2 separate regions of the Bicyclus anynana genome follow, and region 2 is linked to region 1. Evidence: chromatin contacts called from public Hi-C data. All regions are on one chromosome and are shown on one strand. The core of a region is the stretch at or near the end of the contact, and the rest is flanking DNA. Distances in the headings are between cores, read along the strand shown.

Region 1 (5,455 bases), core at 1,862-4,361:
TACTGACAACTATGTATAACAGAACCAATTTAATTCTACTAACCATAATTAAACTTATTTTATTACTTAAACATAAACCAAAACTATTTTATGACTTCCTTTCCTCAGACTTAGACTTTCCAATTACCAATACGAAGTATAGTAAATCACATAAACAAAAACACAATGGAAAATAACGACATAGTAATACTTATGCTTTTGTTACAGAATAAGTGCACAACTTCAAGATACAATTCATCATCCTCGGAACAGCAAAAACTCACCAACGAAGAGACAGTTCACCAATGATGGCTTATCAAGCTCTCCGGGTTGTTGCACAAGAGATTCAGAACCTGAGATTCAGAAATCCTCATTTCCATTTAAAATTTAAAATTAAAATTAAGAGTTATTAAAAAAACTCTAGTAGATGCAGAAGAAATCTTAGAGCCAGATTGGAACTCTAAGGTCCATCTTACCATTTCCCCACGACAAAGTAAAGTGATTCAGAATAGCGAAAATCAACTGACTTTTTCTATTGATTACTTTTCTGACTCAGTTATGTAATACATGGTATGAGGTTTTGGACGATTTTCTAATTTTCAAATAGGCTCATTTATAGGTAATCTAACGATTTAAAGTTCCGATAAAACGCCGCGTATCGGCGTCAGAAATATGAGTAGGTATAATAAGGTTGTACCATTAGGTGAAGTAGCCAAATGTCAGCAGAGAGAAGTTGAAAGGCCGAACGGAGACGTTCGAACGCGTCTCCAGGAGACCGCGACAGCGTGTCAACGTCTCAGTCTCCGAACGTCTCAATGAGTGCGCCTAAGCGTATCACACACGGCGCGGATGCAGATCAATTAGCATTTCCTCAAACGTGGCACGTTTACACGCCGGAACAAAATCGCTAAAACTTAAGGGGCGACGACACCGCGCTCCGAACGCTCCAAATGTATTCAAATATATGCGCGATTAATTCAGCCGGCATAGCCAACGGGACGGTGTTAGTAGTGGCAGCCAATCTCACTTTCTACGCGGATCGATGGGGCCGTGACCTTCGCAATGCCTCTTATTTGCTTCTGGATACCTTTTTTTGGGTGTCCCAGACCAGTTTTGGGGTGATTTTGGACAGGAAACTGCGTAACTTCGACCAAAAGTCGCCTCAAGGAGCAGAGTTTCACAATTGTCGGGCGATATGACGTTTTCTTACAACTTCATGGAATAACTGAATCTTGATATTTTTGAAACTTTCTTTTTTTTGATGAATAACAGTAGCTATAACATTCGCAAGTAGAAATTTGAAAACTTAGAAAAATTTGGGAAAAATTGTTTTCTTACAATCGTCTCTGGATTAATAGTTTAGACTTTGATAATATTTCTTATTTGAATATATTTGAACAAAACAAAATACCCATAATTCACTAGGTAGACAGATTTAGGCCATGATCTTCTGTTCTGGGCTATGTTTTTTGACATCGCATGATATTCTATACATTTTACCTAATATTAGAAAATTCAAGTAGGTACCTAGTTTAAAACAAAACTTAAGCTCAATTGAAATTTCTAATAAGTTAATATTATAAGGATTATGACTTTAATTTTTTGACTTTTAACTTTAATTTGGTCTTTATAAGCAAGAAATTTAAGAATGAAAATATGTCCTCTACCTATCTAACCGTCTCTAAATTTACTTTTTATTGGAACCCTTATTTTTAATTAATTTTCTTCATCTGAAATGAACATATACCCTGATAGTTTGCAAGTTGAGGTATCAATTTATCGAAATGACATTTATAAGCTAGAACAGCAAATCAGTTCCACTAACTGGATATAAAAATGAGAAATTCGAGATATTAGGTAAGTACATCAAATGTTCTCCAACAAAAGAGCGATGCACAAAAATCCAAATCGCATCAGTCCGTACCCCGCTTTATTACAGCTAAAAGCGTTACAGGCAAAGGTTCGCGCTCAAAGAGAGCGCCCTTGTAAAATTCCTTTTCAGTCTCGGAGGAATTCAAGACTCGAGTACACGTACAAGTGGTACACATAAAAATAGATAGTCTGTGGGGCGTAGGTGGCGCGCGCGTGTGCGTGCGACGTGACGCGCTTTGCGCCTGTGTGCGTGGAATGCGGTGCACGGGAGTCGCTGTAGCGCGACCGAGGAGTCGAGACATTTTGTGACGTCACCTGATTAATTTAAACAAACAATTTTTGTTTATAAGAATACCAACGGACGCCCGTGACTTGGTCTGCGTGAAACCCTACCCCTACCCTAAGTATTCTTTGTTCTTCTCCTGGGTCTAAGCTACTTAACCAACAATTTTCAGCCAATCTAGTTTAGCCGTTCTTGCCTTATAAATAGTGTAACCACCACGACTTTTTTTATATGTAACTATAAGTTTATACTTATTGAAAGAGTAAAGTCGATTTAGTTAGGTATACTTTTAAATTTTGTGATTGCCTGTATGGATATATTTTCTTACAAACCAAAATTGTTATTGTTAACAATTACCATCTGTAACATGTTTGAGATAGTTTCATTTGTTTCTTTGTAATGGAATATTATCATAATATGTATTTTATTTATTTATAGTAAATAATAAACAAGTGTCTTCTGTTAGTTTTATTTAACAAAGGTCAAAAATTATATTTACACCTACTACAATACATACACGCTTACCTATAGATGAGACTCAATTATCTAATAAGACCTAATGAGAATGTAATATACCTGATATTTCTAAAATTAACTACATATATTTTATCAGAAATAAGCCTACAAGAAAATACCTATAAGAAATAATCTATTATCCTACTATTACTTATCAAATAAAAAGAGAAAACACTTAGAAAATAAAACTAAATAGGAAAATATTAGATATTACCCAGTGTTGAAATTGATATTTTTATAATTCTTTTGTTTAAAATTATTATAAGAAGACCCTATCAGAACATCTTTTATTGAGTTAAGGATTCTATTACTTGACAAAAGGAGAAAATTCGTAAATATTTTATTTAGCTTAGTGCCAATCAAGTATTCTTATCAATTTCCTATGTCAGTATCCTCACAGCTCGGTCGCGGTACACACACCCACACACAAACAATGCTACGTGCCGTCGTCTTGGCAACGGCACGCATGCGTGGCGCCGCCCACCGCCCTCCCGCGGCCCCCCGCGCCCGCCGCCCGCGCGCTCCGTGCCAAGAGCACCGACGACGCGAATCTATCCTGTATGATTGGTCATTGAATCAGCTCTACAATACCGTCGCAGGCTTTTTTCAAGCGCCGTGCGACATCGGCCTTAATTGACGGCCATCATTAAATGATTATTTCGGGCTTTTTTTGTTTTAATCGATCGCTCATTGATTGGTGCAGTGAACAGTCATATCTCATTACAAGTTGATTCTTCACCTACATAATACACCTATACTTATAGGTAAGTTGTTTTTACCTGGCACTTAAGTAAACACATGCTTCTAGTGTAAGGTCTATGAAGCGTAAGACTAGATGTTATAACTCGTGCGCATTAAATTGACACCTGGATACCAAACGCAGCAAAACAAACAGTACAAACTACAAACATCATTCGAGCCACGTGTCAAGTTTATTTGCACGAGCTGTACAGAGAAGTAACACTAAATAACGTCTTACTTATTCATAGACAAAAATTTAGCAAAATGTATTGAGGTCCAGGTAAAAATTATTCATACAAACAAACCTTTATATTTATAAACACTTAAAAGCCGCAAGTACCAAATAGATTTTGCGAACTAGTTACTCTAAATCAGGTAGGTATGTGTGGCCATTCATATTTTGAGTTAAAAGTTCGGATACTCAGTAATACTCACCTATCCAACTTTTGTACTAATTTTTCAAGAAACGAAGTCTTATGTTCTCTTAACGATTCATTGTTGAAGAAGAAAAGCCAATTAATTTTCACAATTACAAAAGAACGAATACTTAATAAAAATTAGGTGTTAATTGTTTAATTATCTACTTATATATTTAAAATAGATACAAATGTAGGTACAAAAAGTCACTAGATAGAGGATACCTACTTTTAAAACAGTAGGTACCTACATAAATATTATCATAAATTGAAAGACTTACAGTCGAGCCTCTTATCTCATAAGAAAACTAAACATGGAGTGTAGACCTACCTCACAGCTTCAGTACGGGTTGGTGAGTCGTAAAAAGCTCTCAAGTTTCCAAATTTAGGCTCAGTGTAAGTTTGGCACTGTACAAAAACCAACAAATCTGATTTAATAAGTTACAGTAATCTCGGAAATACAGTTATTTTACATAATATGCAACAGTTCACCTCGCGTTTCAAGGCTACACATAAATTATAACTTTTCTCGTAAATTTTCTCAACAATTCCACCATAATAAATAAATGCTTTTACAAACTGTATGTGTTTTACTCCACTATATTCCATAACCGCATTTACGAAACACTGCTAAGTACAATAATGGACTTTTGAACAACACGAGATATCTATAACATAGTACCAGGAGAGCATGGCAGCATGCGGGTCGCGCGGGTGCGAGCGGGACGGCGGCGCACGCACACGCGCGCGCCCGGGAAAGCCTCACGCACACAGAGGCGCGGAGGAAATGGAATGTAGGTATCCGCCGTCAGTTGCTAACGATTGAATGTACGGTATGATTTCATCCCTCGACTATTATGTGGAAGGGTTCCAGTGATTTTCCATTTACTTGCTCGATAATGGGAAATATTAATTGTAAAGGGCTGAAGGGCTGATTATTATTTGTGTAAGGTGGATAGGTATTAAGGGGAAATGTTTAGTTTAGAAAATTTGTTTTATCTGAATAGATAAGTTATTACCCAAGCCTGTTAAATTTACGCACTATAAAAATTATACCCAACAATAAAAGTACCTAATTAGATAGTAGGTACCTACCTACTAATAGTATAGCTTTGGTAAAGTTAATTTTATCAAAATCGGCACTGCACACTCTAAAATGAAGTTTATTCTAAATTTGGCGCAAGCCAAGTCGATATAATTTATATTTATGTATTTAAAAGTTCACATTAATTATATGAGTCATTGTGTCATTATTAATCCTTGTTCTATATAAGTACCCACCTATATTTATAGGTATTCTATCTACAAGAGAATATTAATATTTTTGTATTCTTGAATTCTAAATATCTGGCTATATTATTTATACATTTATACTTTAGATCAATTTATTTGATCTAACTGGACTTTAAAAATGTTGGGAAAGGACAGTGTTTCATGTTTTCTTTAGTCATATTTAGTTCAAAATCTCATTGTACAAACTTCACTTTTTTAATGATAATCATTATGCAGGCATTCATAACAAAAAGCAATAAGTAACGCTTCTTCGCAAAGATTAATACAAATTAGGAAACACCTCTCAACGACCGTATGCAAATCAATTGGAACCTTTGTTCAAGACTGTTTAGTCTGGCTTTAAAGAGTTTAAGGT
Region 2 (5,455 bases), core at 1,215-3,714, 390 kb before region 1:
TTAGACTCGAACACAGCGAGAGCCATCTAATTGACTAGGTACAGAGGCAGTCTAGTCTTAATTGCTGACTATTGATTTGCGGTCCGGTCCGGTCCGGTCCGGCCGCACGGATCCTTGCGGGCAATTTAAATGCACATTACCTAGTGTCTTGTCGTTTTACTCGAGAGATAATTTTCACTGCGACATACTAACAGGTGAGGAAGCTACGTCATACGGGAACGTAGGTAGGTATAAGATTGTGATAAAAAATATCACTAGAAAAATATAACCTACCTATCACAAGTAAGCTGGGTCTTGATTAACCATCAGCTGACCCGAGGCACACTAGTGGAGTCATCCTTAAAGAGGTGCAAACCACAGTTGATGTCATCGACTTGGGAATCCGAGTAAATAGTGTGACAAAATTTATCAAACAGAGAGTGGTTCTTAACTGTCACTCAGAAAGAGATATGAATGCTCTTAGTCTTAGACATACAATAGAGACGACAAATAAAAAAAGTAAAATTGCTATCTCAACCATTTCGAATAAACCTAGCCAAAGCTCTTCTTGTCTCAATAAGATAACTGAGATAAAATAGGAAGCCGATAAAAACAAGTCTATATGAATTATCAATAATTTTTCCCATTGGAATATTATGGAAAAAAACCTATTCGGATAAGTAGACAAATAAATTAGGGTATGTATACTCGTATACATAATGATTTTTCGAGTAATTTCTGCTTTAATATGTAAAGTTAAAACTAAATTAATATTATATTCTAAATACGAAACTTTTATATAACCCTCTCTAGCGGGAAAACATCAAGAGGTTTGATGAGGGTTGTGCAAAAGCTCTATTAGTTTACCTAGTACAGCTACGCGACGCTAGGTGGCGCGAGCTTACGCTTTCTTTGAGTAAATGTCTAACACAAACTTAATAATTTGTTCAAATAACTATAATATTAGTTACAATTTATAATATAAAATATAGGTTGGGACCATATCAGTAATAACTTTATTACATTATGAGTAAGTAGTAAATAATGTAACGTAATAATGTAGTGTAACGTCCTAGTTATTTTTTTTATTTTATATTTTGGTTAAAATTGTATCTTTAACGTAGTAGATAGTTTCTATTATAAAAATAAATTATCATCAGCTACTTTTAGGTTTAAATATTAACTGTAGGTAGGTAAGTAGGTATTTCCTTTTAATCAAATGTCGGGTTTTTCTAGTCAGAATGTATTTTTAATAAATACCTTATTTGTAATAATTTTGAATTAAAATGTACTGAAAAAATAAGCAACGCATTAAAAAATAATTAATGAAATTTTGGGTATCGAAAGTGTGTCTACTCACTGATAGATGGCGCTAGTTGACGCTCTTTTACAAATGTTTCATCGATAACCTGAGTAACAATAATGAAGCGAATTGAACGAGATTTTTATATTATTATGTAGATGTTTATTTAGACAATGATTCTAGTAATATATGTATACCCATAATTACATACCATAATAGTTTTTTTTTCACATGAAAAAAATCTCGATGTAAAGCATACATAAATTTATACCTATAATGTTAATAAAATACTTAAAGTTATTTATTATAAGTACGTAGGTACCTGGTTGACCTACATTATACATTTAGCTCAACTCCGTCGTTATTGAGTTTAAACGTACAAACTACTGCTACCTATTTGATAACAGGTAGGTATACCTACATAAGCATACATGGATATATAAAAAAACAACCATAAATAGGTAATTGAAATTGTCGTTGATTGAAGTAAATTATTATTAGTCTAGACCTATAATGGAGACAATTTAGATTGCTCAAGTTTCATTTCACATTAGTAGGTAGGTAGGCACCTAGGTATAGACAAAAAATGTCTTAGCAAAATACCTACCTACCTACTATTTTCGGTTATTAAATTTCAGCATGGAGTAATTAAAAAAATTAGAGATTCTAGGTATATCTAATTAATATTTCTCGAACCTGACGGGCTTATGTTAGCATAATCTCTAAGTAGATACCTACTAGGTGTGCAAGAAATATTAATGTATAAAAACAATATGTTACTTGGTTAAGTAACATTCCTCCTAATACTGCTTAAAACAATAAACTAAAAATACAACTAAAATTAATATTTATGAAATGTACCTAATTGCTATAAATTATTTGAATACACGTACTATAATGTATGTCATAATTTGCTAACAGTGTTAGGATGTAGCTCATCTGAGCGGCGAGGAGCTGCCGCTGCGCCGCTCGCAGCAGACGCCAGTCGCGGCTCGCGGCAACAAATCGCAGAGTGATTATGTTTGTAAATAAGTCGGTGGTCGGCGCTCTCGCTCGTGGGGCGCGCGGCGAGCGCGGGGCGAGCGCGGGGCGGGCGGGCGCGGGGCGGCGGGCGGCGCCGGGCGGGGCCGGCCCCTCCACGCCGGCGCGGCCGCGCGGCGCGCTCGTGGGGCCAGTCCGACCCGTGCTGCCGCCGCGCACGCACGCGCATGTCGCTCGTTGTCGCCTGTGATGTGAGGTGGCCCCCGCCGCTACCGCAGCGCCGCGCGACCCCGCGCCAGTTTTGTGAAGCAGCGGCCAAGCGAAGGCTCCGGCCTTCTGCGGCAAGACGCCGTCCACCGTGGACCTGAGGTACGGCGCCATGGCGGCGACCACGTACATGCCGGGCGGCGAGCTCGACCTGCTGGCGGGCGGCTACCACGCCGCGTCGCCGCGCAGCGCCGAGCCGGCCGACATGAAGTACGCGCACCACCTGCACGGCGGCAGCCCCTCGCCCGGCGCGCCCGTGGGGCTCAACCCCTGGGCCTCGCTGCCGCCCGCCGACCCCTGGGCCGTGCACCAGCACCACCACCACGCGCACCAGCCCGACGTGAAGCCGCCGCCCGCGCCGCACGACCACCGCCACCTGCAGCACGGCTGGCACGCGCCCGTGGGCTACGGCGCGGGCTCGCCCGTGCTGCACGGCGGCTACGTGCCCGTGCACCACCAGCACCTCATGCGCGACGTGCCGCCCAGCCCGCACCTGCACCCGCACCACGCGCTGGAGCGCGACGGGCCCGAGGAGGACACGCCCACGAGCGACGACCTGGAGGCCTTCGCCAAGCAGTTCAAGCAGCGCCGCATCAAGCTGGGTTTCACGCAGGCCGACGTGGGGCTGGCGCTGGGCACGCTGTACGGCAACGTGTTCTCGCAGACCACCATATGCCGCTTCGAGGCGCTGCAGCTCAGCTTCAAGAACATGTGCAAGCTCAAGCCGCTGCTGCAGAAGTGGCTGGAGGAGGCCGACTCCACCACGGGCAGCCCCACCAGCATCGACAAGATCGCGGCGCAGGGCCGCAAGCGCAAGAAGCGCACGTCCATCGAGGTGTCGGTGAAGGGCGCGCTGGAGCAGCACTTCCACAAGCAGCCCAAGCCGTCGGCGCAGGAGATCACGTCGCTGGCCGACTCGCTGCAGCTGGAGAAGGAGGTGGTGCGCGTGTGGTTCTGCAACCGGCGCCAGAAGGAGAAGCGCATGACGCCGCCCAACACGCTGGGCGGCGACGGCATGCTGGACGGCATGCACGGCCACTACGCGCACGACATGCACGGCTCGCCGCCGCTGCACGCGCACTCGCCGGCGCTGTCGCCGCCGCACCCCGCGCACGCGCCGCACCCGCAGCACGCGCCGCACGCGCAGCACGCACAGCACCTGCAGGGCGCGCACACGCTGGCGGCGCACTAACAGTTCGCCCCGTGGGCGCCGCCGCGGCCGTACTACGCGGAGCCGCACTAGCCGCCCGCGGGTGTTCCAGTGAGTGACTGTAGTGAGTGCCGAGCCGGTAAGTAGCCGCGCCGAGCGAGGACGAGCGAATTTATGCTAGACGTACGGACTGAGTGCCTGCCGTGGCCAGTGAGGATGCGATCGAGATAGGTGCAATTCTTATGTTAAGTGCTAGACGAAGCGAGCGGCGCCACGCGACGCGCCGCGCCCGACGCGACGGTCGCGCGCCTCCGAGCCCGCTCCGGTAATTTATTGAAAATTAAGCAGATACGATGCCAAAATGGTTTTATTCCTGTTTTTAATAATTGTTTTGTTGTTTTTTTTCGTTTATATGTAATTGTGGCCAATTTCGGTACTTAATTCTAATATAAATAGGTATTTTTTTATATAAACTAATGTTACTGCTACGTCTATGACGATATGCATATACTGCATATATAAAAGTGTTCTTTATATGGAATCCGAGACGGTTATGAGATGGCGCCGTCAGTGCTAGTGTAGTCAGTGCTCGGACGGCAGGCGTGTCGCGTCGCGTCGCGCCGTGTCGCGCAGTGTCGTGCGCGGCGCGGCGCGTCTCGCGCGGCGCAGGGCGATCGCCCGATTCGAACCAAACCCAATGTTGTAAATGTAATTATTTCGTTATTCTCAACGAAGTTGACGAGTTGATATGTATATAACTGTATAAACTATAATAGGTGATAAGGAACAGACGGCAGTGGTAGTGCGAGCCTCTCGTAGGTAAATAATGAATAATTAGTCTTAAAATGTTTTATATTATTATCTAAGTATTTAAATAAACCAGAGTAAATATTTTATTTGGTCGTATTATTGGAATATCCCGGAGCTAGGGCCATCGTGCGAATGTCGAGGCGCAAGTCCCTAGCGGCTTTGCGACTTTCGGATCAATCAGTCGCAGCTAACATAGATTCTAGAAATATCCAACTATCTGATAAAGTACTTTGGCACAAAGCTTTTTATGTATTCAATAATTTCTCCTTCGAACCAGAGTTACATATGACCAACATGTAATTTTTTACCTAATACGCCTACGTTAAGTTGAAAGACAGAAACTGAACATTAAAAGTCCATTAAAATTTCATTTGGCACATCAACATCACTAACAATATAGTTGACATGTAAAATAGAGTAGGTATCGAAGCTTCTAATAATGAATATGTTTAATAAGTATATTATGTTGTGTTGATTATTATTAATAGGAACTTTATTACAAGTTTTTGACTAAACGTCTCGATAAATATTTGGCTCAACAATAACAGTTAACAGTTCGATTGAAAACTATATAAAGTAACTAATAATGTATTGCGACTGATTTAATTATATTCTTATTTGAAAATCGTAGTTTAAAATTGGTCTAACAGATTTTATCAAAGTTGTGGTTCTAAAACAGGAGATTTCACTAATGTCAGTAAGAGGTTTTCTTGCAGAGTGAGGAGCCGACGGATAGAACTATTATCAGTTTTAAACTGCTTTGCTAATGCTTTATACAAAATTTTAGGCTTCTAAAGACTACGAACACTACTGCTACTACTACAGATATGCTTAGTTAAAATTTGAATGGTCTCGTAAGTCTTGATTTACTTTTTACTAAATTCATTACTTAACTCTAAGTTACAACTAAATGTGGGGAATATTTCAATTTTTTTATTTGTTTGCTCAGAATAGAGAAAATGTTT

The links. Hi-C and Micro-C count contacts between places; a contact is called where the count stands out from the background.
Region 2: a contact with region 1 is called in a Hi-C map of whole body, with 5 times the contacts expected there. The contact joins the promoter of LOC112055872 here to the enhancer-like site in region 1. A contact is called at or near these places in 2 of 2 Hi-C or Micro-C datasets (whole body and whole larva).

The regions. Positions count from the first base shown.
Region 1 is chr7:18,122,452-18,127,906 of ilBicAnyn1.1, reverse strand. It overlaps LOC128198260 (a long non-coding RNA gene), which reads left to right. Exons shown (of 5, transcript XR_008250987.1): 5 at 208-2,591. Among protein-coding and RNA genes, the nearest start is that of Trnam-cau, 54 kb to the left of the region's middle. Within about 2 kb of position 3,111, at least 8 of the 8 cell types and tissues checked have open chromatin away from gene starts, as enhancers often do.
Region 2 is chr7:18,507,935-18,513,389 of ilBicAnyn1.1, reverse strand. LOC112055872 (silk gland factor 3) reads left to right here and starts at 2,464. Exons shown (of 1, transcript XM_024096159.2): 1 at 2,464-4,576. The coding sequence starts at 2,643. The coding sequence ends at 3,722. The region is part of intron 5 of LOC112049427 (40S ribosomal protein S4); the gene reads left to right. All of the region lies in intron 1 of LOC112049434, which reads right to left.